Linked DNA regions of Mus musculus: region 2 is linked to region 1. Evidence: chromatin contacts called from public promoter capture Hi-C data. All regions are on one chromosome and are shown on one strand. Each heading gives the region's core, a stretch centred on a gene start, on an enhancer-like site or on the middle of the called end of the contact. The rest is flanking DNA. Distances are from core to core; before and after follow the strand shown.

Region 1 (5,002 bases), core at 290-2,789:
CAACCAACCCCCCAACACACACACACCCACACACAGAAGGGTCCCTGCTCCTTCAGTCATGACTCTGTATCATCAGAAAATATCATAAATCAAATACAAATTAAATATTTAATTTGCCAAATCTCCAAGGACTGCACCTAGCATGATCCACCTTACACTTGCTCAGGACAAGCATTATCCTATAATGGAGCAAAATCATCTAATGCAATGTTCTCTCTATGATAGAGTATTGAATATTTCATGCTACTAAAAACTTGCAGTTGGTGTCTTTGCATCAGATAAGTCTCAAAGATGCCCAGTGTGCAAAATGTGAACAACTCACTGCATTTGTAAAACATTTGAGTCTTTTACCCTGGGCCCTCTGTCCAACATGCATTGTGACAGCATTTCCAGTCTGTGCAAATGCAAATATGATTTGTTGAGAATGTCTTTTGCTTTAGTATCTTAACATTAACAATTGTAAAATAATTTCTATTAGGTCAGAGATAGTCTTTTCCTGAAACCAGGAAACATGATTTGAAGGACATCAGCATATTAAAAAACAAAACAAAACAGGAAGATGGAAGCCTACAGTTGGTGAATCCAGTATTGTATTGGAGCTAGGAGTAAGGTGGGTGCTTGCACACAGGAGTCAGTATTGGGCAATGGTAAATGGAATTCTGACTTTGTCAAATGTACACAGGCAGTGGGTTTGGATACTTGGAAAGTCAGGGCCCTAGGAATGCTAAGCCTCTTCATCTTGGAGTGGGAGAATGTATTTCCTCTTCCTGTCTCTTACATTTAACCCTATTCCCACTGAGAGTCTCAGGAGGGCTAGTTTGTCACAAAACCCTACAAATTAGTTTTGTCATAGTGACTAGATTTTTAATTCTGTTGTCAGGAATCTGTTTGCAATAAAAGGACTCAGTACTATTGATCCAAAGAGAAGTGATTTCAGCTTTGAGTCCTGTAGGCTACATACTGTGGATGCCTTCAGGGGCTGGGGCCTCTAGCAAAAGGGGATGATAGCAGAGACTATCATGGGCAGAGGACAGACATCCTAGCACTCCACTGGTTGAACACAGAAAGACTGCTCTGTAAAGAATGATATACACAAGGCAAGAAGAGCCTCCCAACATCTTATTTTCAAATACACTGTACTCCTCTATCACTTAAACCCTCTATATTTGTCTGAATATATGTTGTAATTTGTTCAGAGTAAGTGTAAAGATTATAAAAATTAAGAGCCTACCCTCTGTCGAAGGGATGGAGACCTCAGGATGAAAGGAATTGAACAAGGTCTACTGAAGAAGGAATGAGGGAAGAGGAGTACGTGAGTTCAGGGTTCTGTGACTATGAGAAAAGAAATTAAACTTTACCTAGAGGCAAACATATCACATCCACATCCACAACCACATCCAAGAAGGGTGCATCATTTGAACTGACGCCAAGGTTCTTATGCACCTGCCCCAACCCCTCTCGGAATGTTCCCCCAGTCCTGTTTTACTTCCTGCCCCTCCCCCACTCTAGAATGTTACTTGCCACATTCTGGAGCTGTTTACTTTCAAACTTTTCTCTCAGCTGTGGCTGGCTCTCTTGAGCATCTGCCATAGATTGGTGACTTTTGGGTGTGATTTATCCGAATTTTCTCACCATGGACCTGAGCAGACAGACATGGTTACTGTCCAAGCCTATAGGAATAGTTTCCGAAGGTAAGTCTGGAGTGTCAGGGTATGGGGCCTGACACCCTGACAAAGGCAATTTAAATTTGATACTAGCAATGACTGACGGGACTAAGGAGTGTGTGGAGAGAGCTCTGGACTTCTGCAAGGACATCCCACTGTGAAGGCTGACTAACAGAGCCCACAATGCAACTAAGTTGCCATAGGAGATACACTGCATCAGAAGAAACGACTTAGACTAGATCTTCCGGTATGAGAGGCAGGTCTCCTGAGCACAGTTCATAGGGGTATGGGGTGGTTCACTGTGGTGGTCCAGAGAAGGATCTTAGGCAACAGCTGATCTCTGAGTCACTTCTCCTGGTTGCTGGAACTAGTTTAATGAAATTATGGATCCCAGGAATTTAACTGGGCTATCCTAGACCTTAGGAGGACAGTTCAGACAAATGGCTAGATAGGAAAGAGCTCAGTGGGGTCCTCTCTGTAGAAGCAGAGATTTCTCCATCAACTGGCAGTCCAGAGTTCCACCTTCCCACTCAGGGAAGGCTTCTCCTTTATCGGGTGGTTGATGTCTTTGATTCTACAGAGGCAGAACAGTTAGGGGGAGTCAACTAAGAAAGATGTGGGTACTTATTCCAAATTTGTAGACTACGTTTTAAAATACCAATTAAGAGGTGTTATCTTGGCACTATCTCTGCAGTTTCCTTAGCCCATCATTTAACAGTGACAGGAAGCCTCTCTTCCCTGATGCTGCTTTGACAAGCAAACGGGATGCGGAGTGCTATTGGTTTCAGTTGGTTCTGAGGTGGCTGGTTTCCTTTGCCAGAGGGTTTGGAGAGAGCCATTTGTCTTGGAACATGTTCTACTGTTACTGTTAAGCAGACCTAGAACATGTGTCCTGGCCATCATGTGCAGAATCTTTGGACTTGGCTCTCTTTGATGTGGTCCTTGTGAGTTCCCGCTGAACAGCAACATCTTAAGATAACTGCACCCGACTAGGCATCTGGCTCATGACTGTATCCCCTCAATCATATTGGTGAGAGTTCACAAGATTTCACGGTCAAATTGTGACAATACCAGTAGCTATGATAATCCCCAGAAACCTCCGGACCACTCCTCTATTCACTATTCCGTTACATTCTCCCACAGCTACTACAGGGCTTGCAAGGACAGGGTATCCAGCAACTGGGTGGCTGTCTTGCACACCAGTGCTGTGGGAACAGCTCCCAGCCATGGTAGGGACCAGTGATCATCAGGCAGTGTGGGTCTGCTGAGCCTATCCTTTTGCTGTTTCCTGCGGGAGGTATTAGGAGCGGGAGCAGCAGCATGGGTATGGCGTGCTACGGGGTTCCCTCCAGGATTCCGGGGCACAGGCTTGGAGGATCACTGGGTGTTGCTTTTGGATTGTTGTGCTGAACTAGAAACGGAGGGAGCTTTGGGGGCATGAAAGGAACTCAGAAGGGGCCGAGGTCAACATAATTAAAACCCTCAGCCTACACAGAGGCTCTTCCAGAAACTGGGCCTCCTTGATGGTGCCTTGCCTCCTGTGAGCACCAACGCTCAGACAGTGGTCCAGGGAGAGACAAATGGATACATTCGTGGGAAGAGAATTAGAACACCGTTGAGTTTTCTGCCAGGAATTCCTGAAAGAGCCCCTCAGAGGTGGGGAAAGCTGAGGGTTCCTCTCAGACAGCCCAGTGATCCCAGGAATCTTGATGAATGGGGAGAAAGATCCCTGCTGAGAAGATGCCCAGCCAGTTGAACTCAGCAGGGAACTTACTCAGGGATCTTTGCAAACTGTATAGTCTCCTCTCCCCCAGTTTCCACTGACTACCAAGATCAGAGAGCCACCCTCCTGTACACTTTCCATCTTCCATCCACTTTCTCCTTTATCTTCACAGCGTCTTCACTGGGACAGAACATGACTATCAACCCTGGTGCCTCCCTGCCTACATTTGCAACCTTGCCTGTTCTCCCACCTGCCCCCCAGCCAGTACCCCAGTTATTTTGGGAGCCCCCAGCACCCCTCGTGACTGCAGGCATCTCTCCCGGGAATCCTTTAGTCTTATCTGCCTTGCCTGGGATGCCTTTGGTGGCAGAAGGTGGAAGCACTGCCCTGAGTGCCGCTGTTCCTCTGAACATTGTACAGCTTGGAACTCTAGGCCAGCCTGTCCAACCTGTGCACAATACCAACATTGTTCTCACTCAGGTGCCTCTCACTTGTAATATCCCTGGGACCCAAGGTGTGGGTATGGGGTTCATGACAACACCTGCTGCAAACAACTTCATAAATACCCGAATTGCTTCGACTGTCCAGCCCCAAGAAGGAACATGGATCCTGGGTCCTCACCCTCCCACCACACAGCAAGTTGTCCAGCTGGTTCCTGTCAAGTCTCCAGTGAACTCTGCACAGCCTCCAAAAGGAGCATATGGAGAAAGTGGCCCCGCCAACATCCAAACCAACTCCCCAGAAAACTACTTGTCCAAACCAGACAGTGTCTATGGGAATTTCCGGCGCTGGCAACATATCAAGACACTGGTCCAGAGGCACCTGCCTCAGACCACCGATGTGGCAGCTTTCTCCTGCTTCCTCATGTGAGTGCCACCTGTGACTGGAAGGTCCTCCTGGGGCCCCAGCACCATGAGGGTGAAGTAGACAAGGAAAGTGCTGAAGTTGATGGGTCCACTTCAGAAAGCCACACTCTGAGGAACAACAATGTCATACCTGAGATCCTGAAGTCCTGGGAGCTAGGGTTTGGACATAGTCCTTTGAATCCATTTGATAATTCTTCTCCTTAATTCTTTATCTTCTAGTGTGAAGTGAAGTGTTTAGGACCGACAGCACATCACAATTGGGGGTGGGGAAAAATGCCAGACTTCAGTAAGACCTGTACATGTGTCCCCCACCTCATTGTTCTAGAGAATTCTCCTTAAGTCAGAAAGGCACTGAGCCTATACCGGGGAGAACTCTGGGGTTCTTGCTCCATTTCGATCCTCAGCAGGCATTTACACCATTGACCCAGCTAACCTTAGGTTCCAGATCTTTCTGGACATTTTGCCAGCCAGCTCAGCTATACCACCAGGTAGACTAGATGATTGAAACCACAGACACTATATTCTCATGGTTCTGGACATTAGAGACCCAGGCATGGCCTAGAAGAAACAGCTCTGTTGAAGGGTCCATGGCTGTCTCACTGGTAGAAAAGAGAACTTGGGAGTCTCTTTCCCCTTCCCAGGAAAGCACTTTCCTATCCTGGGAGTCCCACATCATGACCTATGCCTGGCTATCATCCAAGGTCCCATTTCTAATGAATTTTACTTTTATTCTGTCGTCCATACTTCCA
Region 2 (5,269 bases), core at 2,596-5,095, 940 kb after region 1:
AGAACTAAAAATAGATCCAGCCTATGAGTCAACTGTCCTACTTCTGGGACTGTAACTAAAGAGGTCCTTGCATGGCATCACACACAGTGACAAAGACAGCTCAGGTCCCCGTCGCAGGCCAATGCTCTGACCATGGCTTCCCTTTCTCTTTTCTCTGTCTCTTGAGTGCTGGGATTGCCACTGTGCATGGCCATATTCAGTTTATACTGTGCTGGAAATGGAACCTAGGGCCTCGTGCACACTAGGCAAGCACTCGACCCACTGGGCCACATGCCCAGCTCTGCCTTGTCCTTTAGATCAGCATAAGGCCATGGAGGCACAGCTGCAGGCTGACTGGGTGCTGGAGGGGAGAACACGGCACAGTAAAAGACACGGGAAAGTTCCATCATATTCTACAATGCAAAGGCCAAGTCCAAACAGCTCTGCCCACATGCCGCCGGCACACAGCTGCGAGCTGTCACTGTAGGATAAAGACCTCAAGTTTGGGTTTCTCTACTATGAAGCTAACATGGGTGCATTTAAAACAACTCAATTATGAGAGACGGAATAGAATGAGAAGGCTGCTGTCCACACCAACAATAGCCTCATACTCTCACACGTATCACAAACACCACACACATAAACACACATCACACACCTTACCACACACTATACCCATATCACACATAAACACATGCATACACATACATCACACTACATACACATACTCACACGTCACTACAGATAACACCATGCAAACGTGTACGTTACACACCGCACACATCACAAACATACACATACAACACCATACAAGCACACTGTGCAAATGCACACTCACACATGCACACACACCCACTCCTGAGATGCACACATCACATACCACACTAATCACCACACTCATATCACAAGAGGGAGCACCTGCGCACGCGCGCACGCACACACACACACACACACACACACACACACACACACACTCTTCTCATTACAGATAACGCTGCACACAATCCACATCTCACGAGTTCTCATAGCACACACCACACAGACACGTGTCTATGAGTGTCTCTGAATACTGTCAACGTCTTTCTAAAACACAAACTGTGAGAAGAACAGTTCCTGGAACTCCTGGCTGACCTCAAGGATGACTACAGGACAGAGTAGGAGTGTGGTGATGAGGACAAGGCACTTTAGTCACTTGGCGTTGGCCGATGGCTGTCACGGAATGAACTCCCCTGTGAAGGCTGTGGCAGTGAGTCAAAGGATCACCGTGCTCCCCAATAGGGTCGTGTGGCACACAGGGCCATGCTCCATTCCACAAGCCCAGGGCCAGCTTCGAATACAAGGCCATCTCTCCCCAGATCTGAGTGGTGCGTACCGGCAGAGAGGAAGTGGCTTGAGGTTGTCTGTCAAGTTGCAGAGTGACCACAAGACCCAAGCCCCCAGTATTGTCTCAAGCGAGTTCCTTTCTCCCATGCTGCCTATCTACAATAAGTTCAGCCTTTTCTCTGGAACCATGATACCAAATGTCAGAGTGCTTCAGAAATACAACCCAATAGGACATAAACATGTATGAACATGCATGTAGCACAAACACACTCTCCGGGAGGGAATGACTCACACGTGGGGGGGGGCAATAAACCAAACCCTACGGAGTTAATGCCCCAGTCAAGTCTAAAGCCATATGCACTGCTGTGGGTAAGCCAAAGACAACCAGCAGGGAGGACTCTCTAACTACCGGGATTGGCCCTCGGTCTTCTGAACTGTCTATTCATGCCCACAGGGATCGGACAAAGCCTCCGCACGCTGGCCAGCCATATACTGCAGCAGACAGATGTTTATCTCACCCAAACATTCTCACAAGCATGCTGAGAATGGTGTTCAGGAAGTATGTAAGTCCCCCAAGGCTCAGGCCAGGGGAGGAAGCATAATCAGGCACCTGCTGACCTCTCCACGGAAAACCAACCGCTTCTTAGTTTCTAGCCGGAACTGTGTGATTGGTCAGCTCGCTAGCTCACACACTTTTACTTTCTGACACACCTGTCTGATTCTGTCCTTTCTGGGGATGGTTGCAGAACATGGATCCCCTCGTTCTGCTGTTCCTGCTGAGGTTATGAGTTGGTTTTTCTCTCATCAGCCAGCAACACCCAAGGGAAGATGCATTTGGAGAAATCTGCCTGTAGCGGGCTCTATGGACCTAGAGACCCACTGAGAGCTGAGTATCTGAGCTTTAAAGCCCAGATACAGAACAGCAGGAGGGGTAAGGTCACTAGCATGGTCCACAGAAGAAAGGTCTCCATCACAGCAGACAGGGGAGGGGCCTCCATCACAGCAGTGAGAGCTAGAGCCTCCATCAGAACAGACATCACAACAAGGAACAAGACAGGGAGAAGGAGGCCTGGACTGGGAAGATGGCTGCTTCTGGTTAGGAAACTTGGAGGGAAAAGAAACCTCATTGAAAGACAGGTTTCAGGGATACCACAGGGATGCTGTGGGTGGAATCACTCTTAGGAAAGACTGTCATTAGCAGTAAGAGCCCTGGTACCTCTCAGGCTGTGGGAGTCTGGTGTCTGAGGCTGGAGGAGCTGTCATAGAGAGACTCAGGGTCACCCTCTTCTATCCAGAGGACCATTTACCCGGGGAATGGAGAGACAGATGCTGTATAAAACACACCTCCAGCAGCCGGGGCAGTGATGGTGACACAGTGAGAAACAGCTAGAGCACCAGGCCTTTTTGTGGGGTTAGACATAGCGACCAAGAAACTGTTGTTACCCTGGCCTCAGGAAGTGGCTGCAGAAACAGCTACAGAAGCATCTTCAACTGTGGCCACCTCTGCTTTCTTTAACTGGATGCTGTAGGAGTCAAGTATACAGAGACACGCCCATTCTCACTGCACTTGGGGAGAGAACTAGCTTTCCCCAGCTGTGTCCAAGACACTAGGCAAATTTGGGAGGCTAGGCAGTAGGACCAGAGCTCAGGAGAATCGCGCTGCTACTGAGCAGCCAAGGCAGCTGGAGCTCTGCAGCCTGGCTCCTGTGACCCGGAGGGCTTGTGCGTCTCACCAGACAACAGAGAAGGCCAAGACCGGCCAAGAGCTGCCTTTACATGCCAGATGAATCCCAAGAAAGCGGTAAATTCATCTTCTGTAGGCAAGAAAGCCCCAGAGAAAAGGTAGCAGGGACCTGGAACCCTGCCTGCTCGGGAATTTAGCTGCGGTCTGCTTCCTCTCCCCTCTCCTTCCCCAAGCTGGTCTGGAGATCTTTTGCATTTCCTTTGTAACTGACAATTGTGCCTGCGGTTCCCCCCAAAGATTCTCATTTCTCCCCACATGGCCGGTGAGGCTTGCCCAGAGCGCAGGAGTAGACTGGGTACAGTTAACTAAGGTAGACAAGACACAGGAGTCAGGACCTGAAATGCACAAGAGGCTGGGGTCCCTGCCTTCAGCTCCGAAAGGGATGGGGGCAGGGGCAGGAGTCCAAAGGGGCAGGGGGCTTAGCTTACCAGCTCAAGCTGGTAGTCGGTTGATTTCAGGTTAAAGATAGTATAGTTAACACTGGTCACCTCAAGGTGAGTAACAGTATTAATAAGAATCCGCTCAAATCCTTCTGGACACTTAGGTAGATATCTACCCAAGCCCAGTTCTGCACCCGGTTAGGTATCTGCAGCTGCTGGGTTCTGGAGCACTTAAAATTAGCAGGATAGACGCAGAACCTTGGAGTCAGAGTATAGGTTTGGGGGTGGGGGTAGATGATCGGCAGAGGAATAGGGGCAGAGGGATACAGAGGGTTGAAGAGCCCCAGCCCGAGTCCCAGAGTCCAGACAGCGCGGATGCAGAGAAGTAATCCAGAGACTGGGCGGGGACGTAGCCCGAGGCGGGGACGTGGCTGGGAACCAGGGCGTATCTGGGGACCAGCCCGCGAAGCTCTGAAGCTTGGGTTAGGGGCGGCAGGAGGCGGGGTGAGTTTGGGCCCCGCCCCGGAGGGCAGTGGCAAAAGTTTGCCTTCGGATTCTCTGGGGCAGAGTCTGGGAGAACAAGTTCAGGGGCAGGCGACAAGGTCCGGGTGCTGAGCAAGGTGGCTGGACAAGCCTAGCGGGAGAGAAACCTGAGGCCACGAGCGACCTCCGGAGGAGCCCCTAGACGGGAGTCTTAGCTGAGACACGGCAGCATGCAACCAGCCCAGATGCGCCTTGCAGAACGAGGTGAGCGGCGGGACCGGATCCCGGGGTTGCACAGACCAGAGTCGCGGGTTGAGCGCCTGGGGGTTCACCCGAACCCCCTTTTTGGATAAAATTTCAACCAAGTCGGGGCACCAGAGTGACTTGGGCTCGCGAGTGCCTCGCTTCGGCCACCCCCTCCTGTTCATATCCCGGAGAACAGGACATAACCGCCTGTTGGAGCTGGTGGAGAGGTATAGGGTTCCTTTAAATAACAACCAGGGCTTTCTAAATGTGTTTGTAAACTCGGAGCAGAGTGAGCAGGCTGTCCAAGGGAAAGATTCTTGCTTTACTTGGCTAATTAAGAAGTTAGACAATCTTAGGAGAAGAAAACCTGGGCACTGGGAACGGCTGTGGGTTTTCCCTCTGGGAGAAAGCAAATGATTCTTTTAAGTTTTATTAGTGACAAAATTCCAGTTTTCTTAGCACTTCTCAAACTAGGCAATTAGGAGTGTCAGGCCTGGAGCTAGAAGACAAGGTGCCAGCAAAGTGATAATGAGAGAGAAGATTGGTGTGTCATATGTTCTTAACTGAAATAGAAGAAAGGGAAGGGTGACCATTAACCATGTGCCTGTACATGGTCTCTGCGTCCCTGTCTCTCCAGCCTTTAACAATCCTGACACCATGTTCCTTAGATTTGATGTAAAAGGGGGTTTCTCGTCAGCTGTTTAAAGGGAATCCTTTGCTTTAAACAAACACCTCTTCTTCTTGACACCCCCTCCTCCAAAGCCTCCAGAGTCACTCATTCTAAGGTCTGCAGCCAGAAGTCTCTGGTATTGCATATCACCACCTACAAAAATGTATCTATTCAAAGTTCCATCCTTTATAGACGAAAACCAAGCAGACAGGGAGGGCCAAGAGAATATAATTCCTAGAAAGTGGAGCAAGGGGTTGCATACCTCAGGTAAAGGCCTGGCAAGTTGTGGCTGTGGTCAGGGCTGTTTGGTTGAGGTGGTGGTGGTGGTGGTGGTGGTGGTGGTGGTGGTGGTGGTGGTGGTGGTGGTGGTGGTGGTGTGTGTGCCTGTGCGCAGGCGCTCTGTTTGGGTAGCTGTGGAGGAATCTAGATCTGTAAGCTTCTTAA

The links. Promoter capture Hi-C pulls out the DNA fragments that hold promoters and counts their contacts.
Region 2: a promoter capture Hi-C map of stem cell-derived epiblast-like cells shows a contact between it and region 1, with 3 times the contacts expected there. The contact joins the promoter of S1pr3 here to the promoter of Nutm2 in region 1. A contact is called at or near these places in 5 of 39 promoter capture datasets (embryonic stem cells, liver and stem cell-derived epiblast-like cells).

What each region holds. Positions count from the first base shown.
Region 1 is chr13:50,465,768-50,470,769 of GRCm38.p6, forward strand. It overlaps Nutm2 (NUT family member 2), which reads left to right and starts at 1,540. Exons shown (of 7, transcript NM_001033400.2): 1 at 1,540-1,691; 2 at 3,560-4,253. The coding sequence starts at 1,634.
Region 2 is chr13:51,404,773-51,410,041 of GRCm38.p6, forward strand. It overlaps S1pr3 (sphingosine-1-phosphate receptor 3), which reads left to right and starts at 3,846. Exons shown (of 2, transcript NM_010101.4): 1 at 3,846-4,173. The region is part of intron 1 of Gm32834 (a long non-coding RNA gene); the gene reads right to left.